Regions from separate parts of the Pan troglodytes genome. Here region 2 is linked to region 1. A link is a contact called in public Hi-C data. All regions are on one chromosome and are shown on one strand. The core of a region is the stretch at or near the end of the contact, and the rest is flanking DNA. Distances in the headings are between cores, read along the strand shown.

Region 1 (3,984 bases), core at 103-2,602:
GAAGCGCAGCAGGTCACATTTGAGTACTATGTCTTCTACTTAATAGTCAACTGATCGTGTTCAACTTGCTTAACTATATATGCGAAATGAAAATAATAACACTAACTTTGATATTTGAGAACATCAAGTGAATAAATAGTATCTATAAAGCACCTACTGCATATTGGTTGTGCAACCTACATTCCTTTCTCTCCTTCCCTAAGGAAGATGTACTCCCAAGTATTCACCATTCTTCCCATTCCTTGGAAATTCTTAAGGAAAACTTCCCATCTAGTTTAGCTCAGTACAAAACTGCTGAAAACAGCCAAAGATCCAGGACAAGAAGGACTGATTCTGTCTTAGGGGGAATTCTAATTTATTGACTTCAATTAATTATGCATTACCTGTTCAAATCAATTGTTGCTTTGTCATAACTTCAGAATGAATAATGATCTGAAAATTAGAAACTTCTCTGTTTTGAAATGTATCCTGGAATTCTTTTCAAAAAAACCTGGTTTTGGAATATGAAGGCTATGGGATTTTGGAATTTCCTTCATACAATTTTGTTTCTTTTGAATAATATTTTAATCTTTGCAAGTACAGTGTGGATTATAGTGGAGTACCCTGGGAATCTGTATCCTTAACTACAGAACTACCCTTAATTCTAGTTCTGTTTTTCAACTAACATTGCTTACTCATTGGCAATCAAGGGCGCTAGCTATCTACCTACATATCTACCATGAGCTACATAACATCTAATTTGAATTGGTAGGTCACTACCTCCAAGCTCCAGCAACCCCTTCATACTCCTTCCAACACTTGTTTTGGCAGAACTATTCTCAGAACTCTCATGGAAAGCTTTAGTGGACTCAATAAGGAGTTTTGGTTTGTGTTCACATCTTGTATGTACGTAACATATTTACTGTTTTGGTCAGTTAAGGCTGCTATAACAAATTATCATAGACTGGTACAACATTTATTTTATCAACAAACATTTATTTCTTACAGTTGTGGAGCCTGGCAAGTCCAAGATAAAGGAGCCAGCAGATCCAGTGTCTGGCGAGAGGTTACTTCCTGGTTTGTAGATATCTGACTTTTCATTGTATCTCACATAGAAGAGCAAAAAATAGCTAGCTCTCTGGCCTCTTCTTATACTGGCCTGAATCCCATTCATGAGGATTCCATCCTAATGACCTAATGACCTCCCGAAGGCCTCTTCTCCAAATACCATCACATTAGGATGAGCTTTTTATCATATGAATTTGGGAGGAAAAAGGGGAGACAAAAACATCCAGTCCATTGCAGACTCCTTGGAGGGTAAGCCCTAGGAATAGAATCTGAGGGTGGAGCATGCTGCCAAGCCCTATTGTGTGAGAAACAAGGCCTGGAGTGTAATTTTTTTCAGCCTCTGTTGTTGGAGGGATAGTAATGGTGTGACTCATACAGGAAATATCAAGGTGCTATACAAGGGTGAAAAAGCTTAGCAACTTCCTAGTCATCACTATTGCAGAAAGAGGGCAGCTAGAGGGCTCTGGTAAGCTAGTTATATTCATTAACAGCCAGCCATTTTTGTATTAATACATAATATTTTACATATTTATGGAGGTACATATGATATTTTGTTACATGCATAGAAAGTGTAATGATCAAGTCAGGGTATTTGGGGTATCTGTTACCTTGAGTATTTATCATTTCTGTATGTTGGGGATATTTCAAGTTCTCTCTTCTAGCTACTTTGAAATATACAATACATTGTTGCTAACTACAGTCACCCCACTCTGCTGTCAAACATATAAACATATACCTTCTATCTAACTGTATGTTTGTATCCATTAAACAACCTCTCATCATCCTCCCCTCCCACCCACACCCCATTCCAGCCTCTGGTATTTATCATTCTACTCTCTATCTCCATGAGATCAAATTTTTTAGCTTTCACATATGAGAGAGAACATACAAAATTTATTTTTCTGTGTCTATCTTATTTCACTTAACATAATGAACTCCAGTTCCATCCATGTTGCTCAAAATGACATAGTTCCATTCCTTTTCAATGGCTTAATAATATTCCACCTTGTACATATAACACATTTTTTTATTCATTTGTCCATTGATTGACATTTAGGTTAATTCCATATATTTGTTATTATGAATAGTGCTGCAATAAACATGTGAGTATGGGTATCTCTTTGATATACTGATTTATTTTCCTACAGATAAATATCCAGTAGTGGGATTACTGGGTCATATGGTGACTCTGTTTTTACTTTTTGAGGATCTTCATACTGTTTTCCATAGTGGCTGTACTAATTTACATTCCCATCAATCATGTATAAAAATTTTCTCTTCTCTGCATCATCTTACTAGCACTTGTTTTTTTTTTTTTTTGTCTTTTTAATAATAGCCATTCTAACTGGGATGAGATGATATCTCATTGTGGTAGATATCACATTTGATTTGCATTTCCCTGATGATATATATATGCCTAACATCACTTAGTTGTTTGAGTTTCTGACATAACCTGGGTATTAGTTCCTTGTCTGATGAAGAGTTTGAAAATATTTTCTCCAATTCAGTAGATTGTCTCTTCACTCTGTTGATTGTTTCCTTGCTGTGTAGACACTTTTTTAATTTAATATAATCCCATTTTTTCTATTTTTGTTTTTGCTCCCTGTGCTTTTGAGGTCTTAGCGATAAAATCTTTGCCTAGACCAATGCCATAAAGTGTTTTCCCTATGTTTTCTTCTATTAATTTTATAGTTTCAGTCTTATGTTTAAGTCTTTAATCCATCTTGAGTTGATTTTTATATATGGTGAGAGATAGGAGTCTAGTTTCATTCTTCCGTATATTGATATCTAGCTTCCCATGTCCTCTCCTCAATGTATGTTCTTGGCACCATTGTTGAAAATCAGTTGTCTAGAAATACGTGGATTTATTTCTGGATTTTCTATTCTCTTCCATTGGTCTATGTGCCTGTTCTTATATCAATACCATGCTGTTTTGGTTACTATAGTCTTGCAATATATTTTGAAGTCAGGTAGTGTGATGCCTCCAGCTTTGTCCTTTTTGTTCAGGATTGCTTTGACTATTCAGGTTCTTTTTCAGTTCCATACAAATTTAATTTTTTTCTCTATTTCTATGAAAAAAATGACATTGGCATTTTGATAGGGCTTGGATTGAATCTATAGATATCTTTGGGCAGTATGGTCTTCCTAATGATATTAATTCTTTTGATCCATGAGCATGGGATGTTTGTGCCCTCTTCAATTTATTTTATCAGTGTTTTGTAGTTTTCCTTTTAGAGATCTTTCACCTCTGTTCCATGGTGGGCAGGCCTATGCAAACCTGCCCCCAAAGTCCATGGAAGCTGACAGACAAAAGAAGGAGACTGATAAATCCAGTTTCTTAGAAAGAAACATTTAATCATGACTTATGAACAGAAGTTATGTCTATGTCTTAGGTGGCAGCAAGACAAGGTGGTGGATCCCTGCCCTTATCCAGATTCAGGGGTTATATACCATAGGAAACTGGTACATGTGATTTGGAAGGGATATGTAGGGCAATTGAGGTACAATGACATCAAGGTTGCTTTGACCTAAGGGCAGGATTTATGTTAAGTGTCTGCTCTTACACAAGGAATAATAGATAAACTGGAAATCTTAGAGGCCTTCTTGGAACTGGGGTTAATGAGAAGTCAACATGGCTGATTAGCAACCAAGATGGAGTTGCTTTCACCTCTACAACCTCCTTGGTTAAATTTATTCCTAGGTGTTTTTTTTGTAGCCATTGTAAATGGGATTGACTTCTTGATTTCTTTCTCAGCTAGTTTATTATTGGTATATAGAAATGTCACTGCTTTTTGTATGTTGATTTTGTATACTGAAACTTTACTGAATTTATTTATCAGATCTAAAAGTGTTTTTGGTGAAAACTTTAGGTTTTTCTAGATGTAAAATCATGTCATCAGCAAAGACCGACAATTTGACTTTCTCTTTTCTAATTTG
Region 2 (3,937 bases), core at 179-2,678, 140 kb after region 1:
TGAGCCTCCCGACAGGTGGGACCACAACTCCTGCTGCTTTTATCACATTCCCCCATCATACTTATTCAATAAATGTTTATTAAGCACCTCCTTTGTTTCTGGCATGTTCTAGGTTCCAGGAATACAGCAACGAACCAGACTGTCCAATCCCCTCCTCATGGAGTTTACATTCCAATGAGAGAAAAACAGATGATACCCAGGCAAACAAGATACTTAGAGATCATTACAAGTGCGATAAAGGAATAAAACAGAGTGAGGAGTCAGGAGGCCTTGAGGCAGAGGGAGCCTCCTTACATCATGGGGTGAGAAAGGGCTGTCTGTGCTGAGTCCTGAGGAAAAAGAGCCAGCCAGTGAGGAGTTGAGGGAAGAGAGCTCAGGTGCAAAGAGCCTGAGGCAGAAATGGGCTTGGCAAGTTCTGGAAGGAGAAAGATGCCTGGAGGGTGACCAAGCAGGATAGGCCAGGGGAACAGAGCTCAGAGCTTGCAGGCCTGGGGAAGTTTGGATTCTGCACACGGTGTTGAGAGAAGCCACAGGACATGACACAGCGCTGAGTCCCCAGTGAACACTAAACGACTACCACATCTCTATACCTGGGTGCCTCTCTGCACACCAAGCTACCTGGAACCACTGAGCACTGCCTCCGGGGTGCCCCGTTACCCCCAAAATTGCTGTTCTAGTAGGGTGCCGGGGAAAACCTCATGGGCCTGGAGTCAGATGGTCTGAGTTTCAATCCCTACTCTTCTGATCACACGTCGAATGACTTTAGGCAAATTATTGAACCTAAGCTTCAGTTTTCTAGCCTGAAAAAAGTACATCATAAAGGACATATCCCAGATTACTGTAAGGGTTAAATGAGCGGATAGGTACCACATGCTCAGTCGTTCTTATGTTGTGGTGGTGATGTTTATTAATCGTGCTAGGAGTTCAGCCCTGAAGTGTAAACACTTCCTAGCAGAACGTGCTGTAATTTCTGGCATCAGCTATACCGTTTTCTGGGCTAAGAGCAACAGATCAGTGAAAAGGGTCTGAAAAGAAGGAAAAAAAACGGTATGATACAACACGTCTACTATTTCCCAAATAACATGACCTCTACTTTCTATTTTTTATGCAACACGCTGGAAAGTTCTAATGCATTCAAAATCCCTCTCCGAGCTCTCTCTGGTTTCTTATTAGCATATGTCCAGAGACAACATCAGTCGTGCGACCCTCTGAGGAGAATCGATGACTGAAAATGTAGCGCGCCATGACCAGAAACTCAATTCCCGGCCAGATGAAAAAAGAAGCCCATTTAACCCAAGGAATGCCAAGGCCAGGGTTTCTGTTCAGATTTCCTGAGAAACGAGTTACATGGAAACGCCGAGACGGAGGCCTCCATCCCCACGCCGAGCATGTCTTTTCTTTGGTGCGCTAAGGAACCCATTAAGAACCAAGCCCTGGCGCCATCTCCTGGCAGTCTCGAAAACTGAAAAGCAGACGTTTAACACAAGGGACCCCTCCCTCTCCTTGACAGAAATTAAGTTCGGGGGAAAAAAACGTAATTTCATGGGAACTTCTGTGTTTTCAACCTCCTGTTAAATATTTGAATCGAGAAGAGCAGATGGTAGCAGTCTCAGCCATTTACAGTCCCCACAAGGGACTGTCCCTGCTATACCGCCACTTTCTTTGTTTCTGTAAGAGCTTGTCACTCAACAGAGGTACCAGAGATCAGAGCCAGCACATTTATCTGCAGTAGCTGGTGCTTGGCCCCACTCCCACAAGTGCACCCAGCATTACCTGAGGATAGTCCTCTGCCCAAATTAACATCTTCAAATACATCTACTTTCTCAAAATACTTTACACAAAGAAAGCATGCATGAAATCTGCCTTCAAAGAGGTGGGCTCCAAACTCACTGCAAAGCTGCAAGCCCAAGTTCACCTCAGTACCCAGAATCTCATGATAAGGATCAGTTTGGGGTCTTGCTCTCCCTAGGGAAAGACCAGGTAGCACCTTTGCCTTCACAGCCACTTTCACTTTCCAAGGCTTTGCCTGGCCCGGGGAGTTTCCGCAGTTAGCGTTCAGCTTCATACTCACCATAAAGCCAGGTAACTTGGCATCATTAGACACAGAGCCTGAAATGACTAGAAAAAATAAATCTGCAGGGTTGCTGACCAAGGAGTGAACCAAAATCCCCAGGAATTTGGTCTTATTCCTCTGGAAGGACAAGCAGAGTGGTTTTGAAAACAGGGAAGCCATTGGTTGGGCTGGTTCCTCCCTGCTTTACTCAGGGATATATATTTACTTATTTAAAATGCATTGAGCCCTTTCTGCTTGGCAGATAATGTAAAAAGCACTTTACCAGCAGTTCTTTATTTAATCTCAACAACAACCCATACAACTGGTATCATTTTTATTTCCATTTAACAGATAGAAAACAGAGAGAACTTTACATAACTTGCCCAAGATCTTAGAGCAAATAAATGGTAGAGGCAGGATTCAAGTTTATGCATCCTGATTCTTCTTAACCACATAAGAAAGTATCTCTCAGAGACCCAGGACTTGGGATTTTCATCGGCACTGCTGAAAACACAGCCACTCCTCATGTTTGTAGGATGAATGAAATGGGATAATTTTCCCTAAATAAAAAAGGTGCCCTCCATAGCCCTTCGAATGTGTGTGTGTGGTGGGGGAGGAGGAGATGCAGTAGCATCTGGCCCCGAATTTTAGTCCTTCCTGAACAGCATATACCCCATGTAAATTCTTTCCCCTGAGTCTTCACACACTTGATCCAGTTACTGAACCGTAGTCCTCATCCCCAGCCCATTTTTTAGGACCTTGTCCTTAATTTTCTCATATCACTCATGCCTGATGACTGATTTCTCATGGTTATTTGCAAAAGCACAAATACAAATGCTATTAACTGGTAATAAAACAAGCCAGCCATTTCTAAAACTCAGTGCTGGTGACTGCTTAGTGGTCTTTGGGGACCCTGGGTTTGCCAGATCCCACTAAAGCAAACATTGCTTTCGATACAAACATGCCAAGCGTGATTTGTAGTGATTCGAGACCAGGACAAGGCAGTACACAGTCAGGTATGGGGTGGCGGGGTATGGGTAGTGAGTTCTACTCATGCTCAGAAATAGAAATGGTTGGCATGGTGGGAGCAGTCAGAGGGGAAGCCACTGCTCCTGCCCCTGCTCTCTTTATACCTTGCCTGACCTCAGTATCTGATGTGTAAAATGACAGAGCGCAGTTGATAACAAATCCCTTTTGAGCACCGACCATAATTCAGGCACTTTGTGGTCCTGGTGATACAGTGTTGAAAAAGACAATGATTTTGTCCTAATGGATTTTATGGTGTGGTGGGGAAGAAGGGGAAGGCAGATGATAAACAGATAAATAGATAAGTTACATGGTAGGTAGTGATACAGGCTACAGATAAAAGTAAGTCAGGGTAAAAGGATAGTGAGTTGCAGTGGGGGTGCCAGAAAGGGAGGCTAGGGGGATCTCTTTGATGAAATAATATTAGAGTAGGGGTGTGGATGAAGAGAGGGAGCAACCCAAACTCAAAGCTGTGGGAAGAGCATTCCTGGAAGAAGCAGCAGGGAGGAAAAGGCCCTGAGATAGGAACGACGCAATGTGTCCGATGAGCAGCAAGGAGACCAGTGTGGCTGGGTCACCAGGAGTGTTGGGGAGTGGCAGGAAATGAGGAGCACCCAGGAGCCAGAGCATGGAGGGCCTGGCAGGCCATGGGAAGGAGCTCAGTTAGGAAGCCCCTGAAGGCTTTAGAGTGTGTGCCAGGCAGGGCGTGGTGGCTCATGCCTGTAATCTCAGCACACTGGGAGGCCGAGGCTGGTGGATCGCTTGAGCTCAGTTTGAGACCAGCCCGGGCAACATGGCAAAACCTCATCTCTACAAAAAATACAAAAAAAAAAAAAAATAGCTGGGCATAGTGGTAAG

Evidence for each region. A called contact is a pair of places that touch in the nucleus more often than the background predicts.
Region 2: a Hi-C map of stem cell-derived neural progenitor cells shows a contact between it and region 1, with 2.8 times the contacts expected there. The contact joins two enhancer-like sites. A contact is called at or near these places in 2 of 7 Hi-C or Micro-C datasets (induced pluripotent stem cells and stem cell-derived neural progenitor cells) and 1 of 1 other capture datasets (stem cell-derived neural stem cells).

The regions. Positions count from the first base shown.
Region 1 is chr4:44,126,344-44,130,327 of NHGRI_mPanTro3-v2.0_pri, forward strand. No RefSeq gene overlaps it. Among named protein-coding and RNA genes, the nearest start is that of MAP1B, 190 kb to the left of the region's middle. Within about 2 kb of position 1,353, at least 5 of the 24 cell types and tissues checked have an H3K27ac peak or open chromatin away from gene starts, as enhancers often do. A contact at or near this core is called in stem cell-derived neural progenitor cells, where this site is marked.
Region 2 is chr4:44,262,598-44,266,534 of NHGRI_mPanTro3-v2.0_pri, forward strand. No RefSeq gene overlaps it. Among named protein-coding and RNA genes, the nearest start is that of CARTPT, 64 kb to the right of the region's middle. Within about 2 kb of position 1,429, at least 10 of the 24 cell types and tissues checked have an H3K27ac peak or open chromatin away from gene starts, as enhancers often do. A contact at or near this core is called in stem cell-derived neural progenitor cells, where this site is marked.